Linked DNA regions of Mus musculus: region 2 is linked to region 1. The links are chromatin contacts, called in public HiChIP or PLAC-seq maps. All regions are on one chromosome and are shown on one strand. Each heading gives the region's core, a stretch centred on a gene start, on an enhancer-like site or on the middle of the called end of the contact. The rest is flanking DNA. Distances are from core to core; before and after follow the strand shown.

Region 1 (7,034 bases), core at 4,376-6,875:
ATTTACGAATGCAGTCTGCCAGGACATTTGGAATGGTTCTTGTTGTACATCTTTCCTAAAGATGCCAAGCCCCCCTCCCCCTTTAACAATGAGAATATGGATTTCTGATATGCTGATTCTCTTCTCTTTGTAGTTTACCTAAGGTTGTTTACTGACCATAACAACTGAGGGATCAGGTCCTCTAATGTGTAACTGAATCCTGGGTGTATAAACACACACACACACACAAACAGAGAGAGAGAGAGAGAGAGAGAGAGAGAGAGAGAGAGGGAGGGAGGGAGAGAGAGAGGGAGAGAGAGAGGGAGAGAGGGAGAGACAAAGACAAAGACATATTGACATAGAAATAATATATGTAAAGCCTATTTTTAAATAAATAAAAAAGATCATGGTACTCATTTACGCCTAATGCTACAACATTCCATACAAAAGGGTCAGTATACAAAGATTCTTTGACTACGAACAGTTAGGAAAACTCACTTGGCATGTTACCTAACACCTACTTCAGATGAAGGGAGACATAGGATGTAGTGTTAACTGTGGCAGTCCTCACTGTTGTGTTTACAGCAGTAAGAAGAAAAGTGTCCCATGATTAACTTCCTGTTTTTCTACATAGAAGTCTACTGCCCACTGCCAAGATTTTTTTAATCCTTAATCATTAACACAATGCATCAAAAATAAAAACAAAGCTTAAGCTCTAAACATGATTTCTCAGTAGTCAGTAATAATTAATATGCCCTATTTTAATATTAATTTGATTCACACAAATTTTAATAGTCATTGCAGAAAAGGACTTTTCTCTGAAGAATGAAATAGGCCATATAAATTCCACTTAAAAATAATAATTTGTTTGATTTGAGAATAAACTTACGTGCTGCCAAAAAAAAAAAAAAACCAAAAAAACCCCCCAAAAAACAAAAACAAAAACAAAAACAAAAACAAACAAACAAACCTGCTTGGAATAACTAATGAAAAATTTGGTGTAGTGAAAGCAGACTTTTTTTTACTCATAATCTTATAGAAAAAATCAGATATTCTTGACAAGATAAAATTTAAATATCAGCAGATTATTTGAAATTCAACATCTTAAGATTTTAACAAATGGAACAGTGAAAACTATTATCTTAATTAGTCACAGCAATAAAATAAATACCTTATCACTTCATGAATTCCTATCTTCCTTATAGCCCACGTACAGGTATAATTCCAACAGAACATGTTATGTTTTTTTGTAACTTCTGAGACCACAGTGTCACATCCTCTGCTTTGTGCTTCTAGCATGTTCCCAACACAGACATAAGCTTTCTCTTCTGTGTCCCTGAGGAAGAGAAGCCAGTTTTGTTGAGTGTTCCTATGTGAAAGGACACTAAGTAGAATGTTATGGTCTCCCTTGGTCTTTATAAGGATGCTTATCTGCTTCAGAGCTTAACCTTAGCCATTTAAAGAAGTATTTAATCATTCTAGGAATGGAAGCCACCTGCAGTCACAGAGCCATTTATGAGGTGTCTGGTCCCCAGTTCACGCTACATGTCTCCATTCCAAGGCAACCGCAACCATGGAATGCCCCTGCTTCAGGACGTTTGTGCTGATGGTGAAACTTAGGTTCTGAGTACACTCCTACCTCATCCGAGCCAGCTAGGCCATGTGGACTTCCAGGGTTCCCTTTCCACTGCAGATGGGCTTGATAACACACAGAAAGTCTCCTTAGAGCTGTCTACACTCAATTCTACCAGGACCTGACTGAGACAGATGCAGATACTTAAAGCCAGCCATTGGACTGAACCCAGGGACCCCTATGGGAAGAATTGAAGAGAAGAATTGAAAGAGCTGAAGGGGATTGCCATCCCATAGGAAGAACAACAGTACCAACTAACCAGACCCGTCAGAGTTCCCAGGAACTAAACCACCAAACAAGGTCCATGACTCCCACTACATATGTAGCAGAGGACTGCTTTGTCTGGCCTCGGTGGGAGGGGATGCTTTTGGTCCTGTGGAGGCTTGATGCCCCAGAGAAGGGGATACTAGAGGGGTGAGGTGGGAGTGGAAACACCCTCTTAGAGGCAAAGGGGAGGAGGGAAGAGGGAGGGGGACGTGCTCACGGAGAGGGGGTCCGGAAGAGGAACAACACTTAAAATGTAAATAAATAAAATAATTAATAAAAAATGAAGGTCATCCTATGTTTAAAACATCTGAATGAGACTCAACTACTAATTTTAAAAAGAAACTACCTGACTTCAGGGCTATAGGAGACAAATGGTCATCATAGGATGATGGGTTAGACAAGAGTCGCGGCAGGAAATGAGAGATCTTAAGCCATCCCAGCCCTGCGGATGCACCACAGATGCCTGAACCTGGATACAGGAGATGCAGCATCTTTGGCATGGGAACCATGTGACCATAAGAGATCCAAGGAATACACAAGCATCACCCAAAATGGAGTCCAAAAATACACAGCTGGTTGCGGTCCTGAGAAGCCTTTGATGACAAAGTGTAGAAGGTACATCTGGCTCTCCTCCCAGCCCCATGCTCCCAGAAATAAGACTCAGACTCAAGATAGATTTACCAGTACCTTGGCCAGATAGCTAGGTTCTTCTCTGACTATATCACAACTTAAAATAACCCATTTATTCTAATCTACATCCTGCCACATGGCTGACTACCTGTGCTCAGGTACCATGCATTTGTCTCCTTACATCTTCAGGTGCCTGGCTCTATCCCAGAATTCTTTCTGCTCCTCCGTGTTCCACTTTCTATTTCCTGCTCTGTGGTGGTGGCCATCAACCCTCTCAGTCTCACGTGAGCGGACTACACAGCTTCCTCCGCAGAAGCCACTAAGTAAACACCTCTAGAAGAACGATCTATTATTAGCAAAATGCTAATCTGTTAGGAGCAAAATCAGAAGTCCTCCGCGTTGCCTGGGTGCGTTAAGACATTAGCAAACATCTTGTGAGTGGCTCTAATGAGAAAAGAGGGTCAGATAACACGATACCAACCCAGCTGACAAACGAGTGTGTGAGAATGAGGGCAGAGCCTGGTCCCAACCATTGTCTTCTGTGAACACTGCATCTGGGTGGGACACTAGGGTGAGGGTGCCAGAGAAACACTAGTTAGAGACCTGGATTCACTGGGAGAGAAAGCAGAACATATCTGTACTTTTAGATGTATTAAATGCCCAAGAATGCATCCTCGATTCTATATGCAAAACTGTGACGCAATCCAGAAAGTGAAGGTAATCAGACATTTGCCAGAGTCTGTGATCTTCAACACTAATTTTGGCAGAGATTAGCGTTGACATTTCAACACATGTTGATTTTCAAGAATAAGATCTTAAAGGGGATTTCTTATTTATCACATTTTAATTAAGTACATATTACCAGACAAGTTACCAAACAATTTAATTTTCACAATAATCCATGCTGTTGGCTGTCCTATAAAGTACAGTGGCGTTGCAACACCTCTCATCATGCATTATTGAAAATGACTTAATGACACACATCTAAAAATATATGTCAAAAGAGCAGAAGGGCACGGGAGAGAAGGCTTAGTTAGCACTGTGTTTGCCTTGAACCCAAAACTCCAGAACCCAAACAAGAAGGAGGGGTGTGACAGCATGTGACTATAGTCACAGCTCTGGGGGAGGGGGGTGGCAGAGACAGGTGGCAGAGACAGGTGGCAGAGACAGGTGGCAGAGACAGGTGGGCAGAGACAGGTGGCAGAGACAGGTGGGCAGAGACAGGTGGGCAGAGACAGGTGGGCAGAGACAGGTGGGCAGAGACAGGTGGCAGAGACAGGTGGGCAGAGACAGGTGGCAGAGACAGGTGGCAGAGACAGGTGGCAGAGACAGGTGGGCCTAGGGTTGCTGGGCAGACTTGTCTGCTTCTTGGTTTCTGGCCAGTAAGAGCCCCTCACTTAGAGAGAGAGAGAGAGAGAGAGAGAGAGAGAGAGAGAGAGAGAGAGAGAGAGAGTGTGTGTGTGTGAAACCTGAAGCATGACACCTTAGGGTATCCTCTGACCTGCACAGGCAGCCACAGACTCCAGAGAATATAAACACTTTCACTTGATTTTTCTCTTTCTTTCTTTCTTTCTTTCTTTCTTTCTTTCTTTCTTTCTTTCTTCCTTCCTTTCTTTCTTTTTTTTGTTTTTTTGTTTGTTTGTTTGTTTGTTTTTTTTTCGAGACAGGGTTTCTCTGTGTAGCCCTGGCTATCCTGGAACTCACTTTGTAGACCAGGCTGGCCTCGAACTCATTAATCCGCCTGCCTCTGCCTCCCATAGTACTAGAATTAAAGGCGTGTGCCACCACGCCCAACTCACTTGATATTTTCACTTGAGCCACACACACATACACACGCACACGCACACACACACAAATGGAAAACCTAACACTAACTTTCAACCCATTCCTATTACTGAAAACCTCCATGCCTTGAAACCACACCTTTAGCAACGTTGACTAGTCCCTCCTTCCATAAGAAGTGCTGCACATGGCACAATGGACCTTATTTGCACTTTTCCAAAGCCTGGCTAGAAACCGCTGGTTCTTGATTCTTGTTCTCAAGTTTAACAGCTCCATTTATGAAGGCAAAACCCGAGTCCATTAAATAGCTATTGCCTCTATGTAAGATCCTGAAACTAGCCTTAAAACATAAAGATGCAGTGCTAAGAACACAGTACTCAAGCCCCATGAATTCCTTCAAGCACAGGGCTGTATTCTCTTGCTTTCTGGCATGACTATTCCAGAAGTGATCTCTTCAGTTTGCCTACAGATTCACCATATCTGTGTCTCTAACATGTTTTGTCTCCTGGAGACTTTATTTCTTCTATGCAAGGACATCATTTGACAGGAACTCCTAAGGCTTGAAGAAAAATAAAACAAGGGAAATAATTAAATTGGTTAGTTCACTGGACATGCCTTTAACTCCAATACTCAGGGGGGATAAACAGAGACGAAAGAGTTCAATTGACAGCCTTGGGTACATAAGAGCCATGCCTGAACAAACACACAAGTAAATGCGTAACAATAATAAATAAATAAGCAAATAAATAAATAAATAGGTGGACAACAAATGTAAATTTGAGCTCTGCTCCGTAATTGTGCCAAATCTTGCAAATCTTTGCAGTTGTGCCTTAGCACTCAAGGTGGACTTGTTCCCAGATCTTGAAGACACCAAGCTCTGCAGGCGTTCACCTTCTTTATATATAAAAAAAATGGGCTGGTGTTTCTATGTAACCTGTGCATATCCTTCCATACAGTCTGAGTCATCTGTAGATTATTTGAAAGGAATACAATGCAAACACTGAATCATTAAAGCTTATTGTTTAAAGAACAATTACAAAATGGGGGCCGGAAGGAGTGGGGGGACCCAAGCTTATACCTATGGCATGTTTGTGGCCCAAAATTCACACTGAAACCCAAGTGTTAAAATGATAGCAAAAGAGGTGTGACCTTAGGAAGATGAGCAGTTCATGAGGACAGAACCGTTGTGACTAGAATTAGTTTTCTTACATACACAGCCCACTGAGCTACCAAACCCATGCAATAGTCAGTTACAGTGAGACATCTCTATGTACAGGGGCCCTTCCCGATACCTCAACCATGCTGGCACAGTGATCACAGACTTCCTGCTTGCAGGGAGGCAGGCAAGCCATTTCTGTTGTGCCCAGATCACAGTTTAAGATGCCTGATTAGAGCAGATTAAGGCACACTGTAACTGGTTTTGCAGAACAGGAAACTGTGACTAAAGAAGGTTAAATAATTTCCTGAGAATGTGCAGTAAGTAGGAGTCAAAGTCACAGCCATGCCCTTTCTCCTCTGGGTATCTTGCCAGGTCTCTTTATCCACTGACATTTCCATGAGACAATCAATGTCACTCATTAGGCGTAACACTGGGCTTGGGGGAGTGAATTACACAACCATGAGAGTGTTCACTGGCCTTTTTGTACAGGAAAGGAACTATATCTCTTAGAATAACAATATCTTAAATTAAGACAAAAGTTTATCTTACACAGAGACTAGGTTAAAGTAAGTAACTACCTTTACCAGGGTAAGACCACAAAATCATTATCACATTTCCTTTTGCCTCATCACCTTATATTACCTGATCACTTTATATTCTCTAGGATGGGACTCTTATTAGTGTGGTCCAAATGATTTCCAGAGCCTCAGCCATCACCTCTATGTTCCATGAGCCAGAAAAGCAATCAGGAAAAGAAATATAGCACCTCTTCCTTATATGGATATATTCTATATGTAACCGTCAACACTCTCATCACCTTACACTAGATAGACTTCACCTCCAGGACTCAGCTGACTACACGGCAGACTTGGAAATGTGTGGTGCCTTCTGGCTGGCGGGAGTGGGGGGTAGGGAAGTGCTAGATCAAATTCAATTCTAGTATTATTATTCCAGAATAAAAGAATGGATACTTAAAGGTAATATCATAGATCTGCATAGGAATTTGCTTGTATTTCCTAATTTATTTCATAATATTTTCGATCTTTCAAACAAGTTTGAGGTAAATAGGATAGAGTCAAGGTAAATTTTTAGGAAGAATATATTACATTTTTCTCATTATAAGAAAAATCAAAATGGCTGATGCAATTTTCCATTTGGGAGCGTTGTTTCCAATGTGTATTATGAAGAACTAATGTTTACTAAATGAAATTAGCAGCCTTACTCCAGAGTCTGCTCACAGGAGACTCCATTACATGATCACTACGGTAAATTTCTACCAATGATAATGTACTTGAGTCTAACAGGTATTTGTTAGCCAAGCTTTGGGAAGATCAAGCGTAAATGTCAAAGTAGAGAACACAAGAAAAAAAAAAAAAAAAAAAAAAACAAAATTGTCAAGAAATTAGGCATGAATGCTGCTTCAGCTACCAAAGCAATCTGGACCTCTGTACATATGAATGTCCCCAGATGCTCGCAAGCATGCCCCAGTTAAATCATCATGACAAGACAGTAACAGATTGGTGCATCTATAGCCTGGGCATGGGCAGGCATCCTTGGACCCTGCTGCTGCCTACAAGTCTGGCT
Region 2 (6,546 bases), core at 1,007-3,506, 240 kb before region 1:
TAATGTGGACATTTATTTTTGTGCATATCTTATTTGCTGTCCCCCACGCCCCCAAATCTCTTATGCATTTAAATTTTGTTTGTTATTGAGTTTAGGAAGATTTGCGCTCCAAGTTCTCTGATAGAGGTACAATCTGCCACCAGTTTTCTTCCAGACTACAGCACTCTATGAAGCAAGAGGAAACATACTTTTAATAAAATCCTGTTAATTTGTAATTTTCAGTTCTGGCTTTTGATTTTATGTCAAACTCTGTGCCTAGTCAAGGCCACAAACATTATTTCAGGTTTTGTTGTTGTTGTTGTTGTTGTTGTTTTCTAGCAATCTCCTTGTTTTTATATTTTATGTTTAAAAATGAAATGTCCAATCCATTTGATTTTTCATTTTGGAGAGAGTTACCAGATAGAGAGCCAAGCTGTCTCTTCTGTTGTCAGTGGATCACCAGTTGTTGTAATGAATTCTTTGAAAGTTATTTCTTGCTCCACCAAACTATTTTGATATGTTCCCTGGTCGACCATTTGTAGGCAAGTGTGTGGTCTCTCTGCTGCTGTCTGAGTTGGTCCTGTAAGCAAAAAGCTACTCAATAGCACAGATATAAAATGCATTTTATTTATCTTTGGTGGTACTGGATATTGAACAGAGCCTTCTGTATGCTACCATTAGGCCATATTACCAGTCCACAGTTTAGATTCTCTTGCTATGGATTGTAGAATCAGCTTGTGAATGCCCATACATAACTCCTGCTGGGTGTTCTGGTGCAAGGATATTAAATGTATAAACTCATTTGAGAAGAACTGACTGTTTAGCTGCATCGAGTCTCACAACCCATACATTTAATATGACTCAGCCACACAGCCACATACACACACACAGATACACACACACACAGACACACACAAACAGACACACACACACACACACACACACACACACACACACACACAGACACACACACACACACAGACACACACACACACACACACACACAGACACACACACACATACAGACACACACACACACACAGACACACACACACAGACACACACACAGACACACACACAGACACACACACAGACACACACACACACACAGACACACACACACAGACACACACACACAGACACACACACACAGACACACACACACACAGCTTTAGTTGTCATAAAAATAGCTTAGTGAGTTTGAGGAGGAAACAAAGTCTCATCCTTGTCTAGATGTTTACTGCTCTCCTCAAAACTCTCTTAGTAAATGCCTCCTTTGCTGTGTGTACCAATTTTAACCCACAGAGCCACAAACTTGGTCTGATTTTTATTAGACTCCTACGTGGAAAGACCAACCTCAACTAAACAAAACATCATAAATATTTTGCTTCTGCCTTCCACCCATCTGGATTTACTGTGACCCTGCTGAGGTAGTGGTTACATTGCTGCAATGAGCAATAAATTGGGCTTTGCTGTATTTATAGGTTATTTTTGCTGTTATTTTCCACTAGCCAGACAGTGTTGTGTGAGCTAGCAATGCCAGGTGCTTATGGATAGTTCTCTGCAGCTGAGGACAGATGCCAACATCCTGAGAAGGATGGGGACAACCCATGTCCTTGATGATACTGTCCATCCACCAAGTTAATCCTGAAGCTACACGGTCCTAATAACAGCAGTGCCTCTGTGCTTTACATATAGTCTACCAGGTATGTGGTTTTATGCACGGAAGGCTTCCAGATGCAAACTACTCATCAAGCTGTATCCGGTTGCATCTTTCACAATCATTCCTCCCATGCTTTAAGCCAAGTGGTTCCACAATGGTTGACTTGCTTCTTTGCTCTTACATCTTCTCTCACTGCTTCCCAGTTTGCCCTCTCTCCCCAACTAATCCTTGTAGGAAGGCTGGAGATGAGTACCATTCCTCTCACTAGGTTTTTCTGATCACACAAACACTCTCAGGCGACGCCACCTCACACACACAGGAGTTTCAGTCACAGAATAAGTAAGCCTTCGTGTAACTTGGCAGGCTGCTGACTACAATGAGCATTTCCTGTTTTATACCCTGCCAATTTCTTCATTTACATCGTTTCTTTTAATTCAGGCAGAGAGCTTAAAAATTCATCAGTCATTTGGCCAAGACTGGAATAGGATTTTATGAAGCTCAGAAAAGGTCTCACAGCCCTGTGGCAAGTAGGAGAGTAGGGCAGACTCATATCTATACCAGTGTGGTTCATCTCCTACAAGCCAGCACGTATGCACAGATGCTGACTCATACTTCCGTTCAAACATGGTGACAGAGCAGCCTGGGTATTGAATTTCGTTGTTCTAATGAGTTTCCACCTAGCACTGAGAGCTGTAGAATCAGTATACCCCATCAGCCCTCTCTCTGAGTTCCAGCACCCATCCCACTGTCCCATGCCCCAACAGTCTCTTCTCTATAAACAGACCTGTATTTATCATCCTTCCAAAGGACCTGTCAGAACTGTGATTAACTATTTCTCACTAGGGTGTTTGAAGCTGGCAAAGAGCTTGTGGTTTCCTTTCCCAATGTGTTATCTTTTAGCAAAAGACTACAAAGGAAGTGCTTCCTGGAACCCAAAGGATTAGTTCTCTCATGCTAAAACTTCAATGTCATTCTATGGTTCTTTAAGGTAGGCTGTGCTCAATATACAGTCAATAAGTATTATTTTAACATTAGCTTATATGTGTGTCTCTGCACACATGCACCAGCCATTTCATGCACGTGAAGGTCAGAGGAAAATTTGCTGGAGTCAGTTCTCTCCCACTACGTGAGTTCTGGGGGTTGAGACCGTCAGGCTTGATTGCAAGTGCGTTTACTTACTGAGTTATCTTGCTGACCCCCCAAAAAGCATTAAAATCAAAACCAAACTCTGATAAAACAAGTTGTAATGGTGAACGCAGTAGTCGTGATGAGACCGGTAGAATAAAAGAAAATTACACCTTAACTTCCGGCTCTAGGGAATTTGTACAAGGACTTGGATCCTTCAATGGCAAAGCTCCAATCCATTCTTCTTTGAACATTTGCTGCGTGGAGTCATAGAGAGTCCCACATTGTGAGTGCACGTGGAGAAAAATCTGTATTCCTGCTTGCCTTTTTCTTCCTCCAAAAGACACCAAGTCTCTCATGTTTCCCTCCAAAACTTCGAAGAGAAGCAGCTATTCTCCCCATTGTGTTGTGTGTGAGAGAAGTAAATGTTGAAAACACAGGACATATAGGACACATCTCTCTTCCCAGGAAGGACTGTGTTTCACCCCAATCTAAAGATGAATCTGGTATTTTCAGAGAATGCATGAGTGAATAAGAGACCTAAGCAGCCTATGGCTACCCAAGCACTAGGTCCAGTCAAACATGGCTGAAGTCAAGTAGGCATGAGACTGGAAAGTCAGCTGACTGCTGAGAATCACAAGGTGAGTAACCTTGTATGTCACCTTGAAGAAGCAAGACTAATTCTTACAGCCACTGTGGAGTTTCTGAGAACAAACCTAGCCATCCTTAGTATTTGGTATTAGAAATTTTGTTTGAAAACATAAGTTGAACACCTCTAAGCCAGAAGTCTGAATCCTTAGACTTTGTAAGGTAACTCCAAACATCTTGGATTTTGGGGTATTTCTGATAGGGGATCTCAATGTTAAGTCTAATCAATCTTATTATAAAATGTCAAAAATCCCCCAAATTGGAAACATTTCTGGTTCTAAGAATTCTGGACAAGGGATGCTCAGTCTGTGTAACCTAAAAAGAATGCCTTTGGACTGGAAGTTAAATCAACCTTTTTTGAGATCTCAGGTTATAAGCTCAATTCCACCACCACCACTTTGCTAATCTATAGGAAACTCTTTCCAGCTAGGTTTGCCCAGAAAAAGTAAGATGGTTTGGGATACACAGAGGAAAATGTGGAAGGGGTAGCCTGGGCTGTCCACTGCTTTTCTCCCTGTAGCTCAGGCTGACCCAGTTCTCTCTCCCCATAATGCAGGCGGTCCCAAATACCACTCCACACAGCTCAGGTTATCCTGCAAGTCTCCCTACCTAACCTAGGCTGTTGCTGTCTTTTTCCAGCTGCTATCATTTGTCTGTCTATAAAATATTAAACCCACAGAGTATTGTGTTTAACTGGGTTGCAGAGCTCAGCCCCAAGACAGAGTGTCTGCAAACACAAAATCTTGAAGCAATGGCTTAGATTGAAAAATTGACAGGATACCCTAAATCTTGTTGTTAAAGTGATATTCCATCCTCTACTGCTTCGGGGACATTTAGATATGGAGCAGGTTACTTTCCATCCTTTCATGCCGTTGTCCTTAAGGCGTTACAGTGTCAAACTTGCAATGTCTCTCACCCTTCGAGTGAAGCCATACTCATGGAATGCAGGCTCGTTTCCTAGTCACTTGAATGGTATGATAAGTAGATGCTTTTCCAAAGTCAGCACTGTCTTTTGGAATATCATCGCTAACAGGACCTCTGTTGTTTACCTGTTAAGTTTCTCCAGTCTTTCCTTAAAGCAGACTCTCCTTCTGGATCTCCATCATTAACACAAATTCCAGTATGTCAGTTGCCTCTTGACAATATGGTCATCAGAGATAGGTACATTTTGTTCTTTGTGTGTTTGTTACTATGTATGAATTAAAAAATGAAAGTAAACACATCATCATGGGCCTAGTTAGGGATGTTCCTTGTATACATTATTTAAAAGAAAAACCCAGAGAGAGAGCTGATGAAGCACTGTGAAAAGTATGGCACTGACTCACAGTCCCACAGCATGCTGACATTTAATATCATACTAAAAATTTATATATGCCTTGAGGACTGCCTGACACAGTGGCTCTGTGTGTGTGTGTGCACGTGATTGAAAAATAAGAATGTACAGCAGGAAAAGGGATGGTCAGAGCATAGCAGAAACATCTGCTTAGGAAATGAACAAAGTAGACGGCCACATCCCTCGGGTAGAGAAAGTATCCTCAGGTTTACAGATCTTAGGTTAGTCTAATTCAAGGGGCCCAGTGAGTGACAGACATGAAGTATTCAAGTTTAAATAAAGATGAGAGAGATTATCCCATCCCTGTAGCTGACTTCATCTTAAGCCCCGATGTAAGGAAAATGGATTCATAATAAAATGATCTCATTGGGTACAGCAAGGGTACAGAAAACAAATAGTTTAGGACATAAATGGTTCAGAGGGCTTTCATAGCACCACAGGAGCACCATCTGGAGAGATAGCGAGAGATATTCTGGTATTCATAGTGATCCTACGTGACGGGCTGAGATACCACACTTGATTCTCATCACAGGTGAGCCTCTCAAGGTGCCTTCTTAAAATTTTGAAAGTACATGTAGGATGAATATATTTCAGACAAGGAAGCTTGCTGAAGAAGACTACCAGATCTAGTCCTCCAAACACTACCAAGAAATTTAGCAAATTAGGGTGCCCTGCAAACAGCAAGTCACCCTGGCACAGACAAAATCATCTGGGGATGAGAGCGTGGCTGTGTGTGAATGCCCAGACATTATGCACGTGTGCTTGTATCCAGGTACCCAGCAACGGAACTCATGAATCCACATAGTCGGTCCACATCTTAAAGAGACAGGACTAATAACAAAGATTTGCGAGTGTTGTCAATCCTGGAGAAAGACCTTCAACTCCATACTGACTTCTTGGACAGATCAAATCATGTGAAAAAAATAGTGTCTCTTTCCTAACACTGAGCAAAAAGACAAGCAATACTCACATCGACTGCTTATTTCAATGTCAAATGTTTATTTCTATGCCATAGTTTCCTTAGCACAATTTGCAAAAGAAAGGAATCCAAAAAAAACCCTGATCATTATTAATATTTTGGGGGGATATTTTCTCTGTAGTTAGAAGAAAGAAAACACACACATTGATAGAAGAATGATCATTTCTTTCACAGCATTCTAGCAAGTTGCATCTGTTTTCCTTGGATGTCACGTTTGTGGGGAAATACCCACAGGAGAAACGTTTTGACTCCTTCAAATAACCACGGGGAGGTTTTTGTCAGCGAATATATCTTTGTTTTGGTACACTTTATTATTAATCGCCACACTCTCATTACTTAATATAATAGGCATAATTTATTACATAAACAAAGTGCAGTGAAAAATGAACAATGTTAGAAACAAACTGAAATGTGGTGCCTTCTAAATCTCCGCAGGATAACAACTAAAAAGCACGTGAATACAAACTTCTTATCAGTATAAACACAGCCCGTCTGGGTTGGAAATGGGCTTAGGAGACTAGTGCTTTTTGCTGGAGCTGGGAGGTGTCCCATACAACCAAAACAACCTGACAACCAATTGAAGACTATTGTTTTCAAAGTAAAGGAATGGTCTGGTTTCTTAAATCAGTCCTTCATGTAAGGGAGCCAGAAGATGGCATTTGCTCTGTAAGTAGACTTCTCTTGCCTGATTTTTTTGAGACACAAACCCACCACGACTTTTACAGCAGAAGTGGGTACCACTCCTTGGATCATGAGGCCCTTGGGAAGCAGCCTACCCTAAGTGTGCAGGGTGGTGGAGGGCCAGCACCCAGAGGACAC

Evidence for each region. HiChIP or PLAC-seq counts read pairs in DNA pulled down with a chosen protein or histone mark.
Region 2: an HNF4G HiChIP or PLAC-seq map of pancreatic cancer cells shows a contact between it and region 1. The contact joins two enhancer-like sites. A contact is called at or near these places in 2 of 115 datasets of contacts at active chromatin or transcription factors (effector CD8 T cells and pancreatic cancer cells).

What each region holds. Positions count from the first base shown.
Region 1 is chr3:136,696,607-136,703,640 of GRCm38.p6, reverse strand. The region is part of intron 1 of Ppp3ca (protein phosphatase 3, catalytic subunit, alpha isoform); the gene reads right to left. Among named protein-coding and RNA genes, the nearest start is that of Ppp3ca, 30 kb to the right of the region's middle. Within about 2 kb of position 5,625, at least 71 of the 459 cell types and tissues checked have an H3K27ac peak or open chromatin away from gene starts, as enhancers often do. A contact at or near this core is called in effector CD8 T cells and pancreatic cancer cells, where this site is marked.
Region 2 is chr3:136,936,906-136,943,451 of GRCm38.p6, reverse strand. It overlaps Ppp3ca (protein phosphatase 3, catalytic subunit, alpha isoform), which reads right to left. Exons shown (of 14, transcript NM_008913.5): 14 at 5,725-6,546. 1700006H20Rik (a long non-coding RNA gene) reads left to right here. Exons shown (of 4, transcript XR_376118.4): 4 at 96-209. Among named protein-coding and RNA genes, the nearest start is that of 1700006H20Rik, 15 kb to the left of the region's middle. Within about 2 kb of position 2,256, at least 86 of the 459 cell types and tissues checked have an H3K27ac peak or open chromatin away from gene starts, as enhancers often do. A contact at or near this core is called in effector CD8 T cells and pancreatic cancer cells, where this site is marked.